3 separate regions of the Rattus norvegicus genome follow, and regions 2 and 3 are each linked to region 1. A link is a contact called in public Hi-C and HiChIP or PLAC-seq data. All regions are on one chromosome and are shown on one strand. The core of a region is the stretch at or near the end of the contact, and the rest is flanking DNA. Distances in the headings are between cores, read along the strand shown.

Region 1 (2,612 bases), core at 51-2,550:
AGAACTGGTGTATGAAATGTTCATATTTCTGAACCTCAGAACTTCTCCAATATACTTTAGAATCTACTCATTTAAAAGATTCAGGATGCCAATGATTTAGGGAATTAAATGTTGTACTGTTTTAAATTTACTGAATGACCTTATACAAAACAGTACATCTTTCTTTCTCAATTAATATGTGAGACAAAGTTTGAACATTATTCCATATGAGTAACATAACATTTAATTCATAGTACTTAAAAATTTACATAGACTATGTGAATAAAAATGTTTCCCATGCCATATTGAACAGGTCAATATTTTCTGTACTAATTTAATACCAGTAAAATGGTCTTGTATATATAAAATTTAATGGGCAATTCACTTCTTGGTTAGATCATTTATTAAAAAGTCACATTTTCCTGCATTTCTGGTTGATTATTTTTCTCACTAAATTTACTGTCTCATCAAGGCAGTGTTTGTTCATTTGGAGAATCATTTAACATGGATTGTACTGTGGGGACCTGAGATGGAACTTTTCCTATTTAAGAAAATAGCCACTCTGTATTTAGATTCCTGTAGGGGACACTTCAGGAGAGTGATGTTGCTATCTCATGCCTACAAATTCCTCATCTGGGTCTGGAGTCATTGCTATATCTGTTCATTCAAGATAGCTGTGCTTAGCAATTCAACAATTCAACATGATGTAAGTTGGCTCATCAACAAAGCCAGTACCCTCTGGGGATTGGAACAACACTTCCTGTGTTTGACTCTGCTTGCTCGGAAGTTGTTTTAAGTCCAGCACTGCTGGTGAAGTTTCCCCTGGTGCACTGAATGTTCATGCCATGTCAAAAGGCCTTGACCTTTTCACTCATAGAACAAAGGGACTGGAAACAAATTATGCTCAGAGAACGGGTCAAAGAATAACAACTCCAACATGAAAGAAAACAAAGAGTCTGACCTCCTACACAAGCCATGAATACAATTTCTGAGCCTGAGAGTATATCTTAAGACAACAGTCTCCTTCACCAAAATGTATTAAGTATACTATGTACCATGTATCAGTGTAAGTATACTATGTACCATGTATCAGTGTAAGTATACTATGTACCATGTATCAGTGTAAGTATACTATGTACCATGTATCAGTGTAAGTATACTATGTACCATGTATCAGTGTAAGTATACTATGTACCATGTATCAGTGTGCTCTGAATCCTCCCACTCCGGCTCTGCCTTGGCTGTTTTTGTAGAACACAGTGGACTAACTCCTGCTCTCCCTACTCCTCTGTCCAGCTGGAACTATTCTAGTCCAGGAGCTGTCCACCAGAGATGAGTCTTCAGAAACAGTGACTCATCAGCAAATTCTGCTCCCCCCTGCTAAGAGTATATTTAGTGTAAAAGCCTGGAGGATGCAGCACAGCCAAACACATGAAGGGACAGAATTTGAGTGGGAGGGAGAGGACAACACTAAAATAGAATTGCAAGAAGCCACAGAATTGCAGCCTAGCCTAGCTTTCCCAGCAATGTGGCTGCAGCAACACCTACAGTTCCCCTCCAAGAATGGCATGCCACATTAATGCCATGAAAATAAGCTCCTGGTGAACCTCTTTGAACAGAGAAACATACTCTAAAATATTCCTATGATACAAAAGAAAAATAAAATGATTTTGTGCTTCATTGTAGTTCCCAACAGAAAAATACTTTTTCTTTGTTTAAGTGCAATTAGGCAATTCTGGCCTAGGGGATAGCTGTGTAGAAAACTGTGTTAAGTGAACCAATTGTAGATCAGATGCTTATGATGGACTTTCAATCAGAAAACCAATATAACTTTGATACAATACCAGGACCCACTCTCCTCGTCATTCCCTCAGCTTCATTCCTGAACAGAAAATTTTACCTTAATTAATTAAACCATTATTTAAATGTTCTCTTCAAACACATGAATGGAAATTTTGCTACTGTCTTAGGTTATCAGACTTCTGAGTTCAAGTCAGCATTGGGCAGCAGTGGTCACAAAGCTATCCACCAAGGGTCCATGGCACATGGGACCCACATATATCTTTGTTTTTCTCAGTTATTACGAAGTGAAGACTTTTAAAAATAAAGAATATTTCTTGTATAGTTTTGATAATTAGAGAATATTCACTGTAGAGCATGAGTTTACTTGTGGCTATGTATCTCTCATGTGCTCCATTCATCACCTACCTTCCTCCTACATCTCTCACACACTCATCTCCTCCCTTTTTCTCAAATTGTCCCTGACCACTTTGTTTAATGTTTCCATCAGTGTATATTCACTGTACAAACCCATGGGTTTCTTATCTTGATCTTTACTTAGTTTTTCAAAATCAGCCAAACCTCACTTATGTTGCTCACACTAACTTCAAACACAGGATTTTCCAGCTTCTGCCTCTTAAAGTCAGGGATTACATGTTTGTAGCTACACGACAACCACATGTGGCTTGACTTTCTGTCCTTTTTCTAAAGCAAAACAGTTTTTCTCCTATTACCACCTACTTTTCTTAAATGACCATGACACTGAATTTTAATATTATAACTAAAAAACATGCTACAAATTTCTTCAGAAAAATTCATCATTTTCAGCACTTTAATAATTCAAAGGTATTAGA
Region 2 (2,612 bases), core at 83-2,582, 960 kb before region 1:
ATGTGCAGAAAATCCTGAGTAAGGAGTACCTAGCTTTTTTTTTTTTTTCCTTTAGGATCTGCAGCGTTTTTCTCTTGCAAATGTGCGGGCGGTGCTTGAATACAACACTGTCTGGAGGGGTCAGGGCAATTCAGTAGAATTGATCAGAAGTTAGACCCCAGGCCCTGTCATGGCCACGGCCGTGGGGTGGGGGTGGGGGCTAAAGCTGCGGCTGTCTTGGGCCCACAAGGATGGAGTCAGATCGCTTTCCCTCTCTCTTGGCGCCCACACCTGCCCACCACCCTTCCTCTCCCTTGGCACCAGTAACTAGGGCGCTGGTAGGAACAAGCCACTGTAGTCAGCATAATTGAACCGGTGTAGTACTTTCATTTTGCAAAACAACAGCTCCACCCCTCCAGTCCAAAATAATAGTAAGCATCAAAGAATCATTTTAAAAAAACTCAACCTATTTTCGGGAGTATCTAAGACTTCCTAATATTGGATCGCGGGGTGTGGGGGAAGGGTTTAAAAATCCACTACTTTACAGCAATCAGGTTGTACATTATTCATTGATTTACTGAAGGAAAGAGCCAATCAGGAGCCATAGATATGAATGCACATCTCACTGTGCTATGGCCTTACAGTAAACTATTTGCATCTTTCTAATGGATTAGCCATTTATCGTGGGATTCTCATTGTTTGAAAGGCCAAGAAATCCAGTCCCTTAAACATTTAGAAAACAAGACGTGGTTCCAGACTTAAAATCCTTGCATGGTGGGGCTCTCCCTTCTCTTTTGTATGGGAGGTTACAAGGTTCAAATCCCTAATGTTTCTTAAGTCTCTCTTCTTTCCAAGCTAAAAATAAAAGGAGAAAGAAAAATTAATTTCCCAAACCCCTCTAGATCCTGCATATTTTGCATCCCCATTATCATGCATGTCTCCATTTAAATGCAAATTAGCATATTTAACCCTGTAGGTGCTAAGGCCCAAGATACACAGTGCTGGTGTTTTATATAATCTATTGGCATTTAAAAAAAAAGTAATTGTGATCTTTTAAATTAAGTCATATCCCTATATAATGATATATACATATTTCTAAAAACTATGATTATTTGTTTTATTGCCTATTTTTCAGATGAGACTTCAAAGAAGCATATCCTGAACAAGCTATTCAATCAACCAAAGGTAATTTAAAATTTTTTTATTTGATAAAATTTGACTGATGTATGAAATGAAAATAGAATATTGTTCACTGGAAGACAGGTCTGCAATCTCTCACACATCTCCTCCTGCAGCAGATAGAATTCCAGAAACATCTAAGTTTCAGTGGGTGCAGTTATTTCTCCTGGAGGAACCTTTGTATGCATGTGATATACACATATATGTATGTGCATAAAGCAGAACACAAATAAAGCCTGAGATAGCCTTAAGAAAGAAGCTCGTACTTAGAAGAAATCGTTAAGATACTTTTATTATAATGAAAGCCAGTTGAGTTCATCATTGGACCATGGATACTGGTGTAAATAAAATGGCTTAAAAAAAGACAATAGCATTGACAGAGAACTACAGTTTGCACACTTGTAATTCTTACAAAGCAAATATTTTAAATGCATTGATGCTAGGCCAGTCCTTTATGCATTCTGCATGTATGTCTATAGGATTCAGAGATGTTCTAAGGCTTGTTCATAAACCAAGCGTATATGAATTAATTAAATAGCATCCTTCTGACCCACATATGAGGAAAACCATAATTTTTTTTTTTACTTTAAACCAGGAGAGGTTGTTTTGTTCCCAAGTAAACCAGAATGTTTCAAGTCATGTTTCAGCCATTTGGAGACCCATAAAAGACCTGAAAGCAAGCACCACAGCCACACTCTAATCTACTAGTTACTAGTGGGAATTTATTGGAGAATAAGCAGGCAGGCTGCTTGAATTCAGTATATCCTTCACTACAATGATTTTCAAGTGAATATTCTGTAGTTCAGCTAGATAATCTTTTAAAAGCAAAAAAATCTAAGTTTAAAGTATAGTTGCTAAGAGCTGCTCTTCACACATGACATTGCTAGGACTCCTTGGAGATATGTAATTGTAATGTACTGTGGGGTGTATTTATTTATAATACATATGATAAACCACATCATAGACCTTGGCAATATTATAAATAAGAAGGCACTTGATATTAAATCTTAGTATATTTAATTTTCTTCTGTGTGCCTGAGAGGTTGATAAAGAAGTAAAATATTTAATTGACTACACGGTTAATGAACAGACTTCCCATAATCCTGATCTTGGCTCATTTCACTCATTGGAGGTCCCATGCTGAACACCAAGCATGGAGACCAGTCTTGTAGTAAGTTGGCATGACTAGTGTTGCCCTAAGAATGTGGTGTTTATTACAGCATCTTCTACAGACTCTACTGGGAGAAGCGATCAGATATGCAGTGTGCTAACACATTGTAGATACTGTTTCTAAAAACACATTGTATTGTTAAATATGGGAATAGAGACATGATAATTTTCAAACTCAGGAAATATGAGGATAATACCATACACACACACACACACACACACACACACACACAGACACACACAGACACACACACACAAACAGACACACACACACACACACACAT
Region 3 (2,612 bases), core at 57-2,556, 600 kb before region 1:
AAAGCAGCTGATACACAAAAGGGACCGTCTAGACAGTGCCCCATCAGTCTGGCTAAATTTGGTGCTGGCATTCCCAATGGGATTGTAATATAATTGTTCTGGTGTCTGCGTTCATTCCCCTTGTCAAACACCATTCCAAAAACACATCCTTCTCCCCCCCCCCAATCCTTCGTCTTCCACAAATATGAAACCCAAACTATGCAATGCTGGAGAGGACATTAGATGTCCCAGGCCCAGGAAAACATTACAATTCAGCAGAATTACACTGTTTAATTTCTTTTTTTAAAACTATCCCTCTTTCAGATAACTCATATGCAATTAATTTCACTGAATTTTAATAATTTAAAATTACAGAAAAATTTAAATGCAAATACAAACAACCTTAAAATATTGAGCATCATAGATGAAAGCAAACAGGCCTTCTATTCCTTTGTACTCATTAACCTCTGTTACAAAATTTAACAGAAGTCAGAGCTGTGGAAGTATAGAGAAGGACATGGATCATAAATTCTAATGAGGAAAAGGCTAATGAAAGCTGGGTTAAGCAAAAGCACTGAAAAATATCAATTGTGTGGTTTTTTTTTTCCTTTCTTGAGTTTAAAGCCACTGTATGTTCTTTCTCTCTAAACAGCTCATGAAAGTTACATTTCTGTGAACTTGTGAATGAATGATTTTATGTCTTTGGAATTTTAGAAGAGAAATCAGCAATTCCTATCTACTTGTTTGTAATAGCTAACAATTTATATTTTAAAATATTCTAGTTTAAGACATCAAGAAGAAAATGAAAATCATTACTTAAAGAATAAAATAAAATGCACAGCATTAAGATGAACAATGCATAGATTATTGATTAAAATGTTTATAATGTAAAAACTTCTATAGCACTGAAATTAAAACTGTCAGACCCCCCAACCCCCAGGAAAATACAGAGTTGGAGATTGTTCATAATCTAACTGTGTCCAATTATGTTGTTATCTATGGACACTGTTAAGATGTTTACATCAGTTAAGAAGCTCATTTTTATAGTCATTTTTTAATACCCAGAAAAAGGAGCTTGGGAAAGAAGCTTGGCTGTCAAGTGGGTCTGCGCACCTGAGAGTGGGTCTGATGTGTTTTTCTGTTTGGGCACTTGACTAATCTTTCCCTGGTGCAATAAAGAGAATTGTCTCCCTGCTTTCTAGCACTTTGGTGATAGCAGATTAGGATCCCAAGTGAGTGAAGCAAGTCTAACTGCATCAGGAACCACACTAATCTAGAAAGATACCAAAGAAAATACTTTGGGATCTAGATGCTGGCTGAACTTCAGGAGGCCAAGAGGCAAAACACACCTACCATAGCCTGACACAGGCAAGAAGACCTCAAGGCACAAGGCGTCAGCACACACAAAGACAACCCCAAAGAAAACTACAGTTACAGCATCAGGGTACCCAAATACAGTTTAGAAATGGCCTAAAATTCTCATGTGGGAACGGAAGGTTAACTATATGATTAAGAGATATATTGTTCTGTTTTTAATCAAAAAAGAAAGAAAGAAAGAAAGAAAGAAAGAAAGAAAGAAAGACTTCATATTTTTTTCCCTCTCATATATAAAATTCTCATTCTGAATTTACACACGGGCACTAGAAGTATGGTAATTAACAGAGTCAACAATACAATATTTTAACAGAACCTCCACCTGCAGCTGGTTCTTTGCTTGTAATTGTTTTATTATTCACTTTATTTCTTGAGCATGCACTGGTGGGAAGCAAAGAAAGGCATACTGTAGGCCTCTCTCAGATGAAACGCTGTAGCGAAATCTGAGTTTTATACTTGGTTTTCAAACTATTGAATAATATCCTATGAGACCTCTTAGGTCTTAACTGGATTAAAATGAATATATTTGTGCTCCTGCTCTTCAGCTAACTAATGTGCATGTGAATTGACGCTGCAAGGGAGCTACACTGAGAGTAGATGCAGGGGACAGGCCGAGTATAGCTGTGCAAAGGAGTGGGCAGGCTGCCTCTGCCTCAGACAAAATGAAAATGAGCAGGCCTTGGGGTCTGGTGCATTTTGTCAGGGCCAGGAGAGCAGCTGAGCTGAGGGATGAAGGGGGAGGGGCAAGGGAGGTGGAGAACAGGGTGTGTGTGTGTGTGTGTGTGTGTGTGTGTGTGTGTGTGTGTGTGTGTTCGCTCTAAGGTTTTAGTTATGACTGAGCATGAGGTTTTTGTTTAGTTGTCTCCCAGCATAAACAGCCCTGAGTTTCAGGTTCAGGGTGGAGTGCACCCACAGGGAATGTCAACCCAGTTCTCTTTCTGGCCTTTCCATGTGGTTGCTACTCAGAATGCCGCCGTGGCTGGGAAGAAGGAGTGGGATGGGGGGGGGGGGGGTGAAGTAAGAGCCGGGGGTCTGTCTGCAGCTGCCCCTCTCACACTCGAATAAAAGAACTTTTTTTTTCAGGGGTAGGGAAGCTGTGAATACCTTTCCCAATAAGAGATGAGGCATATTGAAAACTATATTAAATTACCCTGATTAACAATTTAGCCACGAACAGGGGAGCTTTGGGAGATCTCTATAGGCAGGACTGGGGGCTATTCATGCCAGCAGCTAAGAGGTCGAAAGGTTTCTGAAGTTCA

What was found. Hi-C and Micro-C count contacts between places; a contact is called where the count stands out from the background. HiChIP or PLAC-seq counts read pairs in DNA pulled down with a chosen protein or histone mark.
Region 2: a contact with region 1 is called in a Hi-C map of frontal cortex, with 5 times the contacts expected there. The contact joins two enhancer-like sites. A contact is called at or near these places in 1 of 12 Hi-C or Micro-C datasets (frontal cortex) and 1 of 1 datasets of contacts at active chromatin or transcription factors (oligodendrocytes).
Region 3: a contact with region 1 is called in an H3K27ac HiChIP or PLAC-seq map of oligodendrocytes, with 6 times the contacts expected there. The contact joins two enhancer-like sites. A contact is called at or near these places in 1 of 12 Hi-C or Micro-C datasets (frontal cortex) and 1 of 1 datasets of contacts at active chromatin or transcription factors (oligodendrocytes).

What each region holds. Positions count from the first base shown.
Region 1 is chr2:16,884,386-16,886,997 of GRCr8, forward strand. No RefSeq gene overlaps it. Among named protein-coding and RNA genes, the nearest start is that of Tmem161b, 440 kb to the left of the region's middle. Within about 2 kb of position 1,301, at least 23 of the 93 cell types and tissues checked have an H3K27ac peak or open chromatin away from gene starts, as enhancers often do.
Region 2 is chr2:15,928,014-15,930,625 of GRCr8, forward strand. Mir9-2hg (Mir9-2 host gene) reads left to right here. Exons shown (of 4, transcript XM_039103406.2): 3 at 1,115-1,164. Among named protein-coding and RNA genes, the nearest start is that of Mir9-2, 4.0 kb to the right of the region's middle. Within about 2 kb of position 1,333, at least 12 of the 93 cell types and tissues checked have an H3K27ac peak or open chromatin away from gene starts, as enhancers often do.
Region 3 is chr2:16,280,440-16,283,051 of GRCr8, forward strand. All of the region lies in intron 1 of LOC108349917 (a long non-coding RNA gene), which reads right to left. Among named protein-coding and RNA genes, the nearest start is that of Tmem161b, 170 kb to the right of the region's middle. Within about 2 kb of position 1,307, at least 28 of the 93 cell types and tissues checked have an H3K27ac peak or open chromatin away from gene starts, as enhancers often do.